Regions from separate parts of the Arabidopsis thaliana genome. Here region 1 is linked to region 2. Evidence: chromatin contacts called from public capture Hi-C data. All regions are on one chromosome and are shown on one strand. The core of a region is the stretch at or near the end of the contact, and the rest is flanking DNA. Distances in the headings are between cores, read along the strand shown.

What was found. Capture Hi-C pulls out chosen DNA fragments and counts their contacts.
Region 1: a contact with region 2 is called in a capture Hi-C map of seedling, with 1.8 times the contacts expected there. The contact joins the promoter of MGT10 here to the promoter of CSLA02 in region 2. A contact is called at or near these places in 1 of 26 Hi-C or Micro-C datasets (root) and 1 of 3 other capture datasets (seedling).

What each region holds. Positions count from the first base shown.
Region 1 is chr5:7,625,633-7,632,570 of TAIR10.1, reverse strand. It overlaps MGT10 (magnesium (Mg) transporter 10), which reads right to left and starts at 4,974. Exons shown (of 14, transcript NM_122188.3): 1 at 4,503-4,974; 2 at 4,289-4,361; 3 at 4,132-4,202; 4 at 3,949-4,034; 5 at 3,778-3,868; 6 at 3,535-3,603; 7 at 3,126-3,206; 8 at 2,851-3,016; 9 at 2,719-2,764; 10 at 2,561-2,641; 11 at 2,403-2,485; 12 at 2,110-2,153; 13 at 1,909-2,033; 14 at 1,578-1,825. The coding sequence starts at 4,895. The coding sequence ends at 1,938. It overlaps AT5G22820 (ARM repeat superfamily protein), which reads left to right and starts at 5,534. Exons shown (of 10, transcript NM_122187.3): 1 at 5,534-5,753; 2 at 5,943-6,287; 3 at 6,555-6,620; 4 at 6,729-6,868. The coding sequence starts at 5,628. It overlaps AT5G22840 (Protein kinase superfamily protein), which reads left to right. Exons shown (of 4, transcript NM_122189.3): 2 at 1-815; 3 at 914-961; 4 at 1,040-1,854. The coding sequence ends at 1,468.
Region 2 is chr5:7,557,079-7,563,343 of TAIR10.1, reverse strand. CSLA02 (cellulose synthase-like A02) reads left to right here and starts at 3,154. Exons shown (of 9, transcript NM_122180.3): 1 at 3,154-3,807; 2 at 4,128-4,226; 3 at 4,458-4,710; 4 at 5,937-6,047. The coding sequence starts at 3,478.

The DNA.
Region 1 (6,938 bases), core at 3,725-6,224, 67 kb before region 2:
AGCTTCTTGATCATTTCAAGCATGCTGGTCCTAATGGGCAACATGTTTGTATGGTTTTTGAGTATTTGGGAGATAACCTCTTGTCGGTTATCAAGTACAGTGATTACCGAGGGGTTCCTCTTCATATGGTTAAAGAGATCTGTTTTCATATCTTAGTTGGTTTGGATTATCTTCATCGTGAACTTTCTATTATTCATACTGATATCAAGCCGGAGAATATTCTGCTTTGTTCCACTATTGACCCTGAAGCAGATGCTCGGAAATCGGGGATTCCTCTTGTTCTTCCAACTGTGAAGGACAAGGCTGTTCCTGAGAGACCAGTTGAAAAAGAGAAACCTAAGAGTTATACGTATAGTGCGGATTTGACTAAGAATCAGAAGAAGAAGATCCGTAAGAAAGCTAAGAAAGTGGAAGGTTCAGAGGAAAATGAGAGAGACTCTTCTAACTCTGAGGCAAGACCAAATGGAAATGCAACTGTGGAGAGGTTGGAAGAGAGTTCTGAAAGAGTAAAAGATGCAGAGAATGTTAGTCAAAAGAGCCGGGGAAATAGGAGAGGAAGCCAATCCACGAGGCAAAAGTTACTTGCGGATGTTGATCGGAAATGCAAGTTGGTGGATTTTGGGAATGCTTGTTGGACTTATAAACAGTTTACGAGTGATATTCAGACAAGACAGTACCGGTGTCCTGAGGTTGTTCTTGGCTCAAAATACTCAACCTCAGCGGATATGTGGTCATTTGCTTGCATTTGTTTTGAGCTTGCCACCGGAGATGTTCTATTCGATCCTCACAGTGGTGAAAACTTTGAGCGAGATGAGGTATATATCTCTTATGTGATTTCTCATACTTTGTGAAAAAATAAAATCGTTTCATGTCGTTTGTACTCAATTGTAACACTAATGGACTTTGGTTTCAGGATCACTTGGCATTGATGATGGAGCTTCTCGGGATGATGCCACGAAAGGTAAATCCAAAAACACAGTGTTCTCTTATTTATCAATATCAAGAATAGAGCTTTTTAAAGGGATTTTGTTAAATGTAGATTGCATTAGGTGGACGCCATTCGCGGGATTTCTTCAACCGACAGGGTGAACTACGGCACATCAGGCGGTTACGGTTTTGGCCACTTAGCAAGGTCTTAACAGATAAATATGACTTCAGCGAGGAAGACGCAATTGCTATGCAAGATTTCATCACTCCCATTCTTCAATTTGTACCTGAGAAGAGACCGACGGCTGCTCAGTGCCTAACGCACCCATGGTTGAATCCGGTCCCTAAATCACTGAAACCGTCATCGAGTCCACAAAATCCCAAAGAAGAAGAAGAGGAAGCGTCGGATGAGGATAAAGATAAGGAAAAGGTTGAGAGGGAAGCCATGGAGGCAGGTGTTGGAAATATCGCCATTGATGGCTCGGAAAGAAAGACCTCAGCAAGAGAAGGTCGTCAATCAGCTCGTGATCTTCGTACTTAAGAAACAAATATAAATGCCTGAAAAAGTTTTGTATTTGTCTTTGAATTTCTTCTCTGGGAATCGAAGATTTAGATACTGTATTGTTTTTTATCCCTTTACTCTCGAAAACAGTTTTGATAAACCCTATATTTGAATTTTCATTTGCTTTCGAACCAGTTTATTAAATGATACATTGATCTTACAACATTACCAAGCAATGAGGACATAGCACACAAGTCACTGGGGTTCAATGGAGACCACAACAATAAATATTTATCAGACATTTGATGAACTCACCTCGCTCTAACTACTAGTAGGGGCCTAATGCCATAATGTAACTGTGATGAATGAAATTCACTTTCTTCACGGATTTTAAACCTGTAATATTTACGTATATTTTGAGCGCTCTTTATCAAATTTAAAGGGGATATGGAAATGGGAAGAAGAAGAAACAGGTTTACCTCTTCTTTCGTCTTTTAGGATTGAAGGTTCAAAAGATTTTGCGTCTACTGAGATAGGAATACATGAGAAAGAAGGCGACTGCAGCGCCTATGATGATTCCACCCGTTGTTAGCCAGAATGCAGACTGCAAAACCCGAGATGTTAATGGTAAAATGATGGCACAATAGTTGTAAATATGTGGTTGCTTGATGAGGACTTACAGCTTGTTCTTCAAGATAGGACCTCAAGTTCATGCCGAATATACCTGCAGGTACCCAAAACAAAAGGTATAAGCCATTTACAATGAACAGGGGAAAAATAGGATTTGTTGGCTTTGAGATCATGTTCATAGGGAAATGGTTCTTTGTAGTCAAATTCAAATAGCACATATGTAATGGAGAATGTGGACACTCCGTTCAATCTTGGTAGTTGGTAGTTTAAATGCAAAGGCTCTACTATAGTTCAAAGGTTTCAGAGAAAGCGGATACAAATCATCAAAAGTTTGTGAATATACCTGCGATGAGAGCACCAACTGCAACACAAAATGTACCGACCTGAAGAAGCAACTCGAACCTGCTGACCTCAAGCCTCCGAGAACTGGAAACAAACAATGGACCATGGTAAGAGTGCCTAAGAATTTAAGAGAAAGGAGTATTTTGTTATCTTCAGTACCTTAGATTGACAGCAATTGAGTCTTCCATTTCCTTTGCAGAATCCAGAAGTCTTTCTGCTTGTCCATGGCATGACTCACATCTGCACATACGAAGCCATAGAGTTTCACTACATAACAATGAAACATATCAGAGTGCTTCAAGAGCAAAAGTCAAGACCTTTGCAGATAGTTCTCCAAGAGCATTTCGATTTCCTCCTCTTCTTCTGCACGGAACCAGAAAAAGAAAATGAATCTCGTTAAATTCATCTGTTTGTGGTGATTATCATGGAGGAAATGTTTGCAGTCTTACCCTCAGCAATCAGCTTATCTGAGGGTAATGTACACTCCAAATCATCGTCTCCTCTTCTAAGTGTGCAATTTCTTCCCATGATGCATATGCGGCGTATTTCATGGGGATCCTCTAAAAGATCCAGGAGCATTTGTCTAAGAGCTCCAGCTCGGGAGCCCAATTCAACCTTTAAAAAGTGTATAAAGAAAAATTCAATACAAAAAACCGAACATTGAGTTCTCTGAAGCGAACAACTAACAAGAATATACATACATAAACAACTAAATAAAGTTTACCAGTCTTTGTTTGCTAATACGAAGTTCCTCCAATATATCGGCAGTTAAGCGGTTGGGTAAAACCTCAAGTAGAGCTTGGACCTGAACCAAATGGAAGTAATATAAACATTAAGAGCAAAAAGAATGATCTTTAAAAGCCATAAGCCAATGTTTGGAAAAAACTACAGGGTTTCATGTCAGAACATATAAAGGATTTCATTTTAACGCCTCAGCTCTTTTATCCTATGCTCAGTTCAAACTTAAACTTATAGCAAAAGGAAATGCTTTGTGTGTCGAAAATGGCAGTTTCATCCTCTATAGCACGAATCCGTTCCTTTTAAGATCTAACTTAGTCATGGAGAAGTCCTAGTCTAGCAGTCAAAGTGAAGAAGATCTAACTGAAATATACTCACTAGCTTTTCATACTCACACGGGGTTCAATGTCCATAAGCCTTTGCTCTAATCGTTGTATCCTTGAGATTAGCGCCGATTCAACAGCCTTCAATAAAGCCAGAGTAATGAAAGGTTAACACCAAAATGATTGGAATTATAACAAACTCAAGTTATGCAGGGCTGAAGAGATAATATTTATAATCTTTTATCTGTGTACAAAACATATATTTCTACATAAACAAATCATCATCCAATCAAATTATTTATGGGCCAAACCAACCTCTAGTTCAAATGGCATAGAGGGTCCTCCATTCATACTTCTTGGGTTAAGCCGAGGCATCAATGTATCTACAAAAGCTCTTCCTCCTCTCCTGAAAATATTTTGGACTTACACCAGCGATACTAGAGAAATTGATCTGAAGAAAAAGAGATATACTGCGACCAAGATTACCGGTTATAATCAAATATAAGGACACGGTCTCGCATGGCTATTGCTCTCAGGGAGCCCAAATTTAGCAGAATCGCATGTTCACGGACCTAAATAACATGTAAGAAAAGGTCTCAACATTGTCATATAGATGGTTCATCATACACATAACTGTAGAGAAATGATAAGTTTGAGCTATATATATACCAATAGAGATGGCACTGAGTTTGTCATAAACAACGAAGGATCAACGCTTCGTATATCTCTTGGACGAAGACCTGATTAAAATATTAGACTTATCATAGAGAACTACCAACATGACGATCATCAAATGTATAAAATAGTTAACTATTGTTTCAGTCACCACTGGATTTAAGCAGCTGTCGTCTGTTAATCTTCCTTGTAGATATTGCTCCAGTCGCCTTCACTTCCACAACCTTCATAAAGTTACAAACTTTGATGAGATACAACAAGTGACAGTTTCATCCAAAGCTAATCAATTCAAACAGAATCCTAAATATATGACTAATTGACTATATGAACATGCAATTCAATAGTTCATTATATCCAGAAGAAACCTCATAAACCGGTTCACGAATTCCCAGAGACGTAGAGTCACTTGATGAAGAAGAAGAAGAAGAATCGATCTTCTTTGAATCATCTCTTCCTCCTCCGTTATCTCCATCACTACTATTACTGTCACTACCATCGTCGTCGTCGCTAACGTTAAGGGATTCGTAATCGCCGACGAAATCCTCGGCGGTTGTCGGAGACTTGGCGAAACATTTCGATCTCGATAAAACTTTAAGTGCCTCGAAGTAGATCGGAGTTCTACTCAACGCAGATAACTGGAGAGAAAAGGAAGGAGAAGATCCAGGAAGAAGATAATGGAGAGATGGAGATGGATATGGAGAGTGATCGGAGAAGTTGAAGAGAGAAGTGAATGTTGAAGGAATTGGAGTTAACGCCATTGTTGGTTTGGTGCTGGTGGAACGAAGAAGCTTTGGTTATGGAGATTTTTAGCTTTAAGGATAATTTTACCAAAAAACTAAAAAAGTAAAAACAACATCCAATTTGTATGACTTGTCACTCTCAAATATTTCCGAAACATCTAATCATTTTTTGGCATTTTTACAAATTAATGTGTTTTTAATAATAAATTTTTGGACAAAACAATAAAATAAATAAAGTGAAAACTTTATAAAAAATATCAAAATAATAATTTACCGTGTGTATTAATTTATAGAATTTTTACTGTATATATCAAATTATCTCTATCGAAGTTTTTATTTCTTACAAATATTTCTGTTATTTCTTAAAAAATTTAATTTTTTCCAAAAAATTATTAAATAGAGATTTGTTTTGGATTAATGAATAAACAATTTATGGTAGTTGACCGTTAATTTTGTGGCTGAGGCTTTTCTTACCCACGATCTTTTCACCTGTGAATAATCTGCCACCTGTCACCGAGACTTATTTAACAGTTGGCAGATTTTTGTGGTTCATTCAAAATGGGGGTGTAATCGTCTATTGAAAAGATTAAGGTACTTTATAAGAGAAGTAAATTATGTAGGTGTGAAAACAAGACATGATTTAGTACAAGGACTATTTTGTAAAACAAGTAAAGCGGTGTTTCGAATTTTCTGGCGAGAGAAGAAGAGAAATAAGGGCAAAGGAGAAATTAAAAAACCAGAGAGATTAAAATGGAAGACGATGAAGCGACGAAACAGCGAGGAATACTTGAAGAAGAAGAAGAAAATTTTACTGGAAGAAGAGAAGAAAGTGAAAACGAGTTTCCCTCACATCATCCTCCTCCTCCGCCTGATGAGGTAAATTTTGAGCTTAATTTGCTCACTCTTCGTTGTTGTTGAGGTAGTTTCATTGTAGGAAATTGAGCGTCAATGGTACTTTGTGCAATTAGGGGTTTTTAGTTGGCTATTTAAGAGTAGTTTTTGGATTTAAAGTTGTGATTTTTATTTGTGTAGAGAGTGATGTTTCTTATTTTCTGTGTTGTGCAGTTGTTTGACATTTCGACTACAGTTGATCCTAGCTATCTTATTTCACTGATAAGGAAACTCCTTCCAATTGATTCGGGAAGTGACGAACGACATAATGATCATATGAATACGGATAATGTGGTTCAAGGTGTAGTAGCTATATCTGGAAATGGGGTTGTTGAGACTTCCAATGGTGATCCAGAGAGCATGGACATTGGAGATAATCATGATGAATCCACTTATGAGGTGGGGGAGACGGTTAGTTCATGTCCAGCGCCGGGAATGCAAGACGGGTCATCGGCATGGGAAGATCATGGTTGTGTTTTGTGGGATCTTGCCGCCAGTAGAACTCATGCTGAGCTAATGGTAAATGGATTTATACTTTGAAGTAATGCCTTTATATATTCTTTACTCTGGATTTTGAATTGCCAAGTAGTAACGTTGGTTTAAAGTTGAGTTTAGACCAATAGGAAATTTGGGGCAGAGTTGTTGAAAAAGAACTAATTGGTTTCCATGTAGATAAAAGAGCAGCTTGGTTCCGTATAGTGGTTTTGGAAATGTACTACAGTGCTCTATCTATTGAATCCATGTAGTGGAGTTGAGACCTGAAGTTGTAATGCTTTGGCTTTGCAGGTACAGAACCTAATTTTAGAAGTGCTTCACGCAAACCTTATGGTTTCAAAATCTCCCCGTATTCGAGTAAGTAACTCAGTGTATGTATGATAAGTCTAAGTCATTTCTAATTATTGTTGTCTTCTTGAATTGACTTTAATTTTTACATTTCTTTTTCGTTTTGGGGCTTGCTAGGAAATCTGTCTCGGGATTATTAGGAACCTTGCTTGCCATGAAGGTCTGTTGAAACATATAGAGTCTACAGCCGGAATCGTCAATACACTTGTGGGGCAGTTGTTTCTTGATGATACCCAATGCCTAAGTGAAGTTTGCAGGTAAAACAATAAATTTGTTACCTCAAATGTAGATTCATGCTTGATTAGTTGGTTGGGTTATCTAACTATC
Region 2 (6,265 bases), core at 1,905-4,404:
TTAAAGTGAAGATATATAAACATTTTTTTACAGTATCAAAGTATCAATTTAGTAAGTAGGATTAACGCCCACTTTCTATGAAAACTAATTATTCATTAATAGTTTTTTTCTTTTCGAACTAAGAAAAAAAATGAAATGTTAAGCTCCTATATCTTTGCTAAAACCACAATCATTGGCCGCTAGAGCATTAATTAGAATTTTCAAACAGTATTACCCTGTTTGCAAAATAGGTTTAGCCCATTTAACACTCGCTACACTCCTAATAAATCCAATCTAGTATACAATAAGTTTAACCAGAGACCAAATTAGTTTCTTTATAAACTGTATAGACTATACGAATTATGTTAGATTTGTCTACATCACCATTTATGTTAATGCTATGTACTTTCTCATTGTGGTGGTTGGTGTAAATTAAATATATGTATATACCTAATATTATCTTCTTCATGGCCGATCAAGGAGTTAGTATTAGTAACCCTCTTTTTACATCCAGGAGTTAGTAACTTCGAACCAAAATATCCATGAACAAATTATAGGTTTTAAAGGCTTGGTCAAATTCAAGGTCGAAAGGTCAAGATCAAGATATAATGTAAGGTGAATTTTTATGGTGCATATGGCTGACACTGTTAAATTTTTGTAGTATAGTATGTAGTGTTGAATATTAAATTCGCGTAACTAGAAATGGTCAAAAGTCATGTAAAAGAAAGTCAGTTACGCATGCTAATTTCCAAAATTTCATACATAAAACTAAAGAATCATTTAGCTAATTAACGTAGACATGACCTTACTTCTAAGATTATATCTACAGAAAAGAAATGAAAATTTTAAGAACCAACTTATCCTAGTCATCACTCAAACACGAGATTGTTGCCTTGCTGAGCCACTTTTAAAATCATCCTATCGAACAAATTTCGTGTTATATGTCTTTTCTGAGATAAAAGAAGCAAAAAAAATTAATGACACAACTTTATCGTGAAAACAGTTGAAGCATCACCTGAAAAAGTGGAGTAATAGTCCGATTAAAAGACACAAGGTAACTATAGTGAGGCTACTTATGTAATTACGAACCATGATACCACTTTGGACGAACCTAACCCTTCATAATTGCTCGTAGTTGTGGCAGCGCAAGGCCTTCTAGTCAAAGCAATGTCTTATTATTATTTATAGAAATATAACTCTCACTTAAACATTAAATATCATAGACGAATTCTCAATGTATATATTATTTTTAATGTATGTAAAGCTAGATTGGTTGCACTCAAAAAAAAAAAAAAACAGATTGGTTTCTCTTTTACAGAAACGTTTTTGTATTGTTTTCTAAACTCTTTCGAAAACTTGTTCAATATTAAAAGAACGAGCATTTTTTGTATCTTTTAAAGTTGTAAATCGCTCTAAATGAATAGAGAAAATGTAACTTTATATTCATGGTTTTTCTCTGAATAACCAAGAAGTCTTAACTTTTAATTGAATCTCGGATTTTTTTTTCACATAAAAGACCACTCCATGTTAATACGTCAACATTATGTCGGTACTTAAACCAGTGACATTAAAGACTTCCTCAACATTGTATTTTTTTCATTATGGGTACTGAAAATTCGTCAATTCAACAACGGTATATAATCAAGTAGGATTATTTTGGTAGATAAAATATCATAACAGCAAATAACTCTATACTCAAATGCATACAAAAAATACACAAACCTAAGTAAAATATCAGAACGCTCAAAATAATACTAGTATGGGGTGCAACTGGCAATATCCGATCCATGGAAACTGGCAACTTGGTCTGCAGTCTGCACTCATGCATGTTATGATAAACACTATACGTATATAGATTTTTTTTTTCTTTTATTGCGAATTTGGGCTTCGACCTTATTCTTCCTAGGTCCGACGCCACTATTTAGTCCTTTTCTTTTAGAAATACTTCTCCTCCCAAAAGGGTTTGAACCACTACCATTCCATCTCCTAAACACATTTATCATTGCTAAAGAGTATATTAGATTGTGTTCTGCCTTAGAGCATCCACAACAATAGATCCAAAAATAAGGATCCAAACAAGCTTTATCATTTTAATAAAAATAAATTTACAATTTAGACATTTGAAAGAGATCTATATTTAAAGTATGTCCAATGGTAGATCCAAAATAGAGAGTCTAAAAATTCAAATGTTTGAAAAAATGTGTCAAATTGTTTTATAAAGAAATTAATTATGTCTAATACAAAGACATTCACCAACCAAATTGTGCCACATATGGGATCCAAATCAGTTATAAAGTATACAAATTTGGATAAGTCTAATGTTTTTCTCCCGTTGAGGTTGATCTTTCTCTCATCAAACATATGTATTTTCCTAATTAAAGTATTGAAATATTAAGAAAAGATACCACACCAATATTCTAATAACAATGTATTGTGTTTTGATGATTTTATTAACACCTATGGATAAACGGCATTTTATATATATATATATATGAATTTTTATGTCTAAGATGAAAATCTATATCTATATGTAAGATATAGATTTATATGATAGATCTAGTAACATGTTGTTTCATATGATGTTAATTCTTTTTTTTTTATAGGTACAAATCAAACTTAAAATTACTTTCATTTATTTTTGTAAGAAAAACAATGATCTAAACTTAACCAAAAAAAGTTGACTAATCCCAAAAAAAGGATGATCAAACTTAAAATTATTTTCATGAGAGTAAATTGACTAATCCCAAAAAAAAAAAAGGAGTTAAAGTGAATTCACAAGGTTGACAAAATGAGTTCTAGAAAGTTGACCTATAATAAGTAAATTGTTATAAAAAGCTGCAAAATCCAAAATCCCATAAATGGTAAAAAGTTAAAAAAAAACGCATAAAATCACTAATCACTAATCATTATTCAACTGTGTATAAAAGGATATCATTAGGATAATAAATTCATTAGAAATCTATATCTCTCTCCCTTCTCTTCCCATTGGGCAGGCACAGATTCTGAAATAACAAAACACAGAAACTGAAAAACCAAAATCTCCTCTGTTGTTTTTTACCAGAAATTTCATTAACTGAAAAAATAGAATCTCATAAAGACACAAACAAACCAAATGTATTTTTTCTTTCTTTCTTCCTTTTATTTCCTTTTAACCTTTATTACTCTCTAAAAAATCTAAATAAAAAATCAATCAAAAAAAGGAAAACAATCTTACAAATAAATAAAATAAAGTAAAAAAACAAAATTATCACCATTTATATTCCTCGTTTATCCTTCTCTTCCTCTTCTCCCTTAAACCACATTTCTCCTTCTGGCTCTCTCTCTTCCTAAGTTTCCTCTCTCTTTAGAACTGTAGAGAGAGAAAAGCCTCCATTTTTCTCAAGGCAATCTCTCTCTCTCTGCCTCATCTCATAAACCCATTACACCAAAACCTCATCGTAGAGAGAGAAACACACCAACCATTGTTACACTCTAAGAGAAGAGAAGAGAGAAGGAAAAATGGACGGTGTATCACCAAAGTTTGTGTTGCCGGAGACATTCGACGGCGTGAGGATGGAGATCACAGGCCAACTAGGCATGATCTGGGAGCTTGTAAAAGCACCAGTGATTGTCCCTCTTCTTCAATTAGCTGTTTACATCTGTTTGCTTATGTCTGTCATGCTTTTATGTGAGAGGGTTTACATGGGAATCGTCATCGTCCTCGTCAAACTCTTCTGGAAAAAACCAGACAAACGTTACAAGTTCGAGCCCATTCACGATGATGAAGAGCTTGGTAGCTCCAATTTCCCCGTCGTCCTCGTACAAATCCCCATGTTCAACGAACGAGAGGTCGGTTCTCTGTTCATTGCTCTGTTTTTCCTCTGTTTTTCTCTGTTTCTCGTTAAAGTTATAAGTTTTTCGAGAAAAGTAATCTCAGATTTTACGGAAGATAACTTTTCCCCACGTATTCATATTCCTCCGCCGTTCCAAATCCCGAAACGGCGAGAGTCGTGACGCATATTTATTTATTGTTCTCTGTGATTTTGGGTTTTTATGATTAAACCTATAGTTTAGGGGTTAACTCGTAGTAAATCATTAATTAGTGGACTAAAAGTGAAAAAGTTTGACAAAGAGATTTCTTTTGCTTCCCCGTGATTTTTGCCGTGCAGGTTTATAAGCTATCAATAGGAGCGGCGTGTGGACTTTCCTGGCCGTCCGATCGTCTCGTGATTCAAGTGTTAGATGACTCTACAGATCCTACTGTTAAGGTATTATTATTATTACTTAGTCCATTTCACAAAAATATAGGTGCATTATTTTCCTCCAATCAAATTAGATTTTTTACCATTTTTTTCAAAAGATATTTTCCTTTATTTAAAAGAGATGTAATATTTTCCTGTGGGTAAGAAAGAAAAGGGGAAATATTAATAAATTTGTAACATTAATAGATAGATTTTTTTTTTGATGTGTGATTTAAATGAGATACTCAAAATGTGCAGCAAATGGTGGAAGTGGAGTGTCAAAGATGGGCAAGTAAAGGAATCAATATTAGGTATCAAATAAGAGAGAATAGAGTTGGTTACAAAGCCGGTGCTTTAAAGGAAGGACTCAAACGTAGTTATGTCAAGCATTGCGAGTATGTTGTCATCTTCGACGCCGATTTTCAGCCCGAACCTGATTTTCTTCGCCGTAGCATTCCTTTCCTCATGCACAATCCCAACATTGCCTTGGTTCAGGCTCGATGGCGGTTCGGTAATCATTTCATTAATCATTTATTTCAATATAATCTTAAATTTGATAGTAATTGAAATAGCTTGTTGATTGATCTAACTAATAAGAGTGGTGGTTGATATGATAGAAAAATGAGAAAATTGACTTATGATAATGTTGTGCAAGTGTCAGGGTCAAATACTACTGAATCGGTGTCTTTGTTTATGTTCTATGAAAAATTTAATGTTGTTTAGATCATTAAATGTGAGCTCGTGGTTTTGGTTTTTGTTAGCTACATTAGTGGTGTCGGTGGTATATGCCCTTCACTGTTTTTTCATATAAATAATATTATTTTTATGTTTTATCGACTTTTGCTTTTTCTTGCATACTTTTTTTTTCCTTATTTATTACCTTTATGTTTTGGCTTTTTGAAATGGTCTTTTTCTTCAATTTTGTAATTTTCGTTTCATATGAAAGTATTATTGTTTCCTCAATATATATTGTCTGATTGAAGAAGTAGGGTTAGTTCTGTTTGTGTCGGCGGAGTAGCTGCACTAGTGTAGTGGGTCTTATTAACCAACTAAAATAAGCCACGTGTAAAAACCGTTGTCCTTGGTTTACATTAGAGTTAGGTACACCTTACTACACTGGATTAAAAACCAACTCTTGTCTTTGTAATTCAACCGGGTCGGATTAGTTGCGGAATTCCGGGTCAACGGATAAATTATGCTGACGTCATGTCACGTTTCTTATCCACTCCGGAATTTCGGATCCGTCGGTCAATGAAAATCGAATCGGTTTAAATTCGGTTTAATGAATCGGGTTCGGGTTTGTAAACTGGTCGTCTTTAGAAATTGTCGGGTCTCTGATACATTCCACGTGCTCTTTGCCTTTCTTTAAATGCTAAGTGTGAGGCCCATCTTTGTCAGTATTAGTAAAAGTCTTGTTAGTATACAGTTTGTGTATCGAGTCTACTGTGGACCTGCGTTTCTCTTGCCGACACTTGGTAGTGTATACTCTATAGTTTTGATTTTGTCTTTATTATTTTAAGCATGAGTCCAAGTTAGTGAAATTTAATAATAGAAAGCTATATGACTATGATTGTTTTATTAAAGCTAAAAACAAAAGAGAAGGACGTTACTTCCTGATAGTGCCACATTTGGACGATTCTCTAATAAATAATTAAGATTTAATTGAGCTTTGTTTGTCTTATTAAATTGTATGTTTTTTGGACTAATGTTTTAATCCTTTGTTGTATACTTTTGCAGTAAATTCTGATGAGTGCTTATTGACGAGAATGCAAGAAATGTCATTGGATTACCATTTCACTGTTGAGCAAGAAGTGGGTTCATCAACACATGCTTTTTTCGGCTTCAACGGTAAACACAAACATTTCATTATTTAGTAGTAATGATTACTAAAAACATCATTAAATATTTCATAAACTAATTTTTTTAGGTGTTTGGCTAGTAAAAATATTGTTGTCTATTGATGTGGTAATATTATTAGAGTTTAGGGTGATGTAGTTGGTATGTTGTCCGACCAATTGAAGCATAGTATGTGGACCCAAAACTTTATTTTATTTTTGTTTTTATGA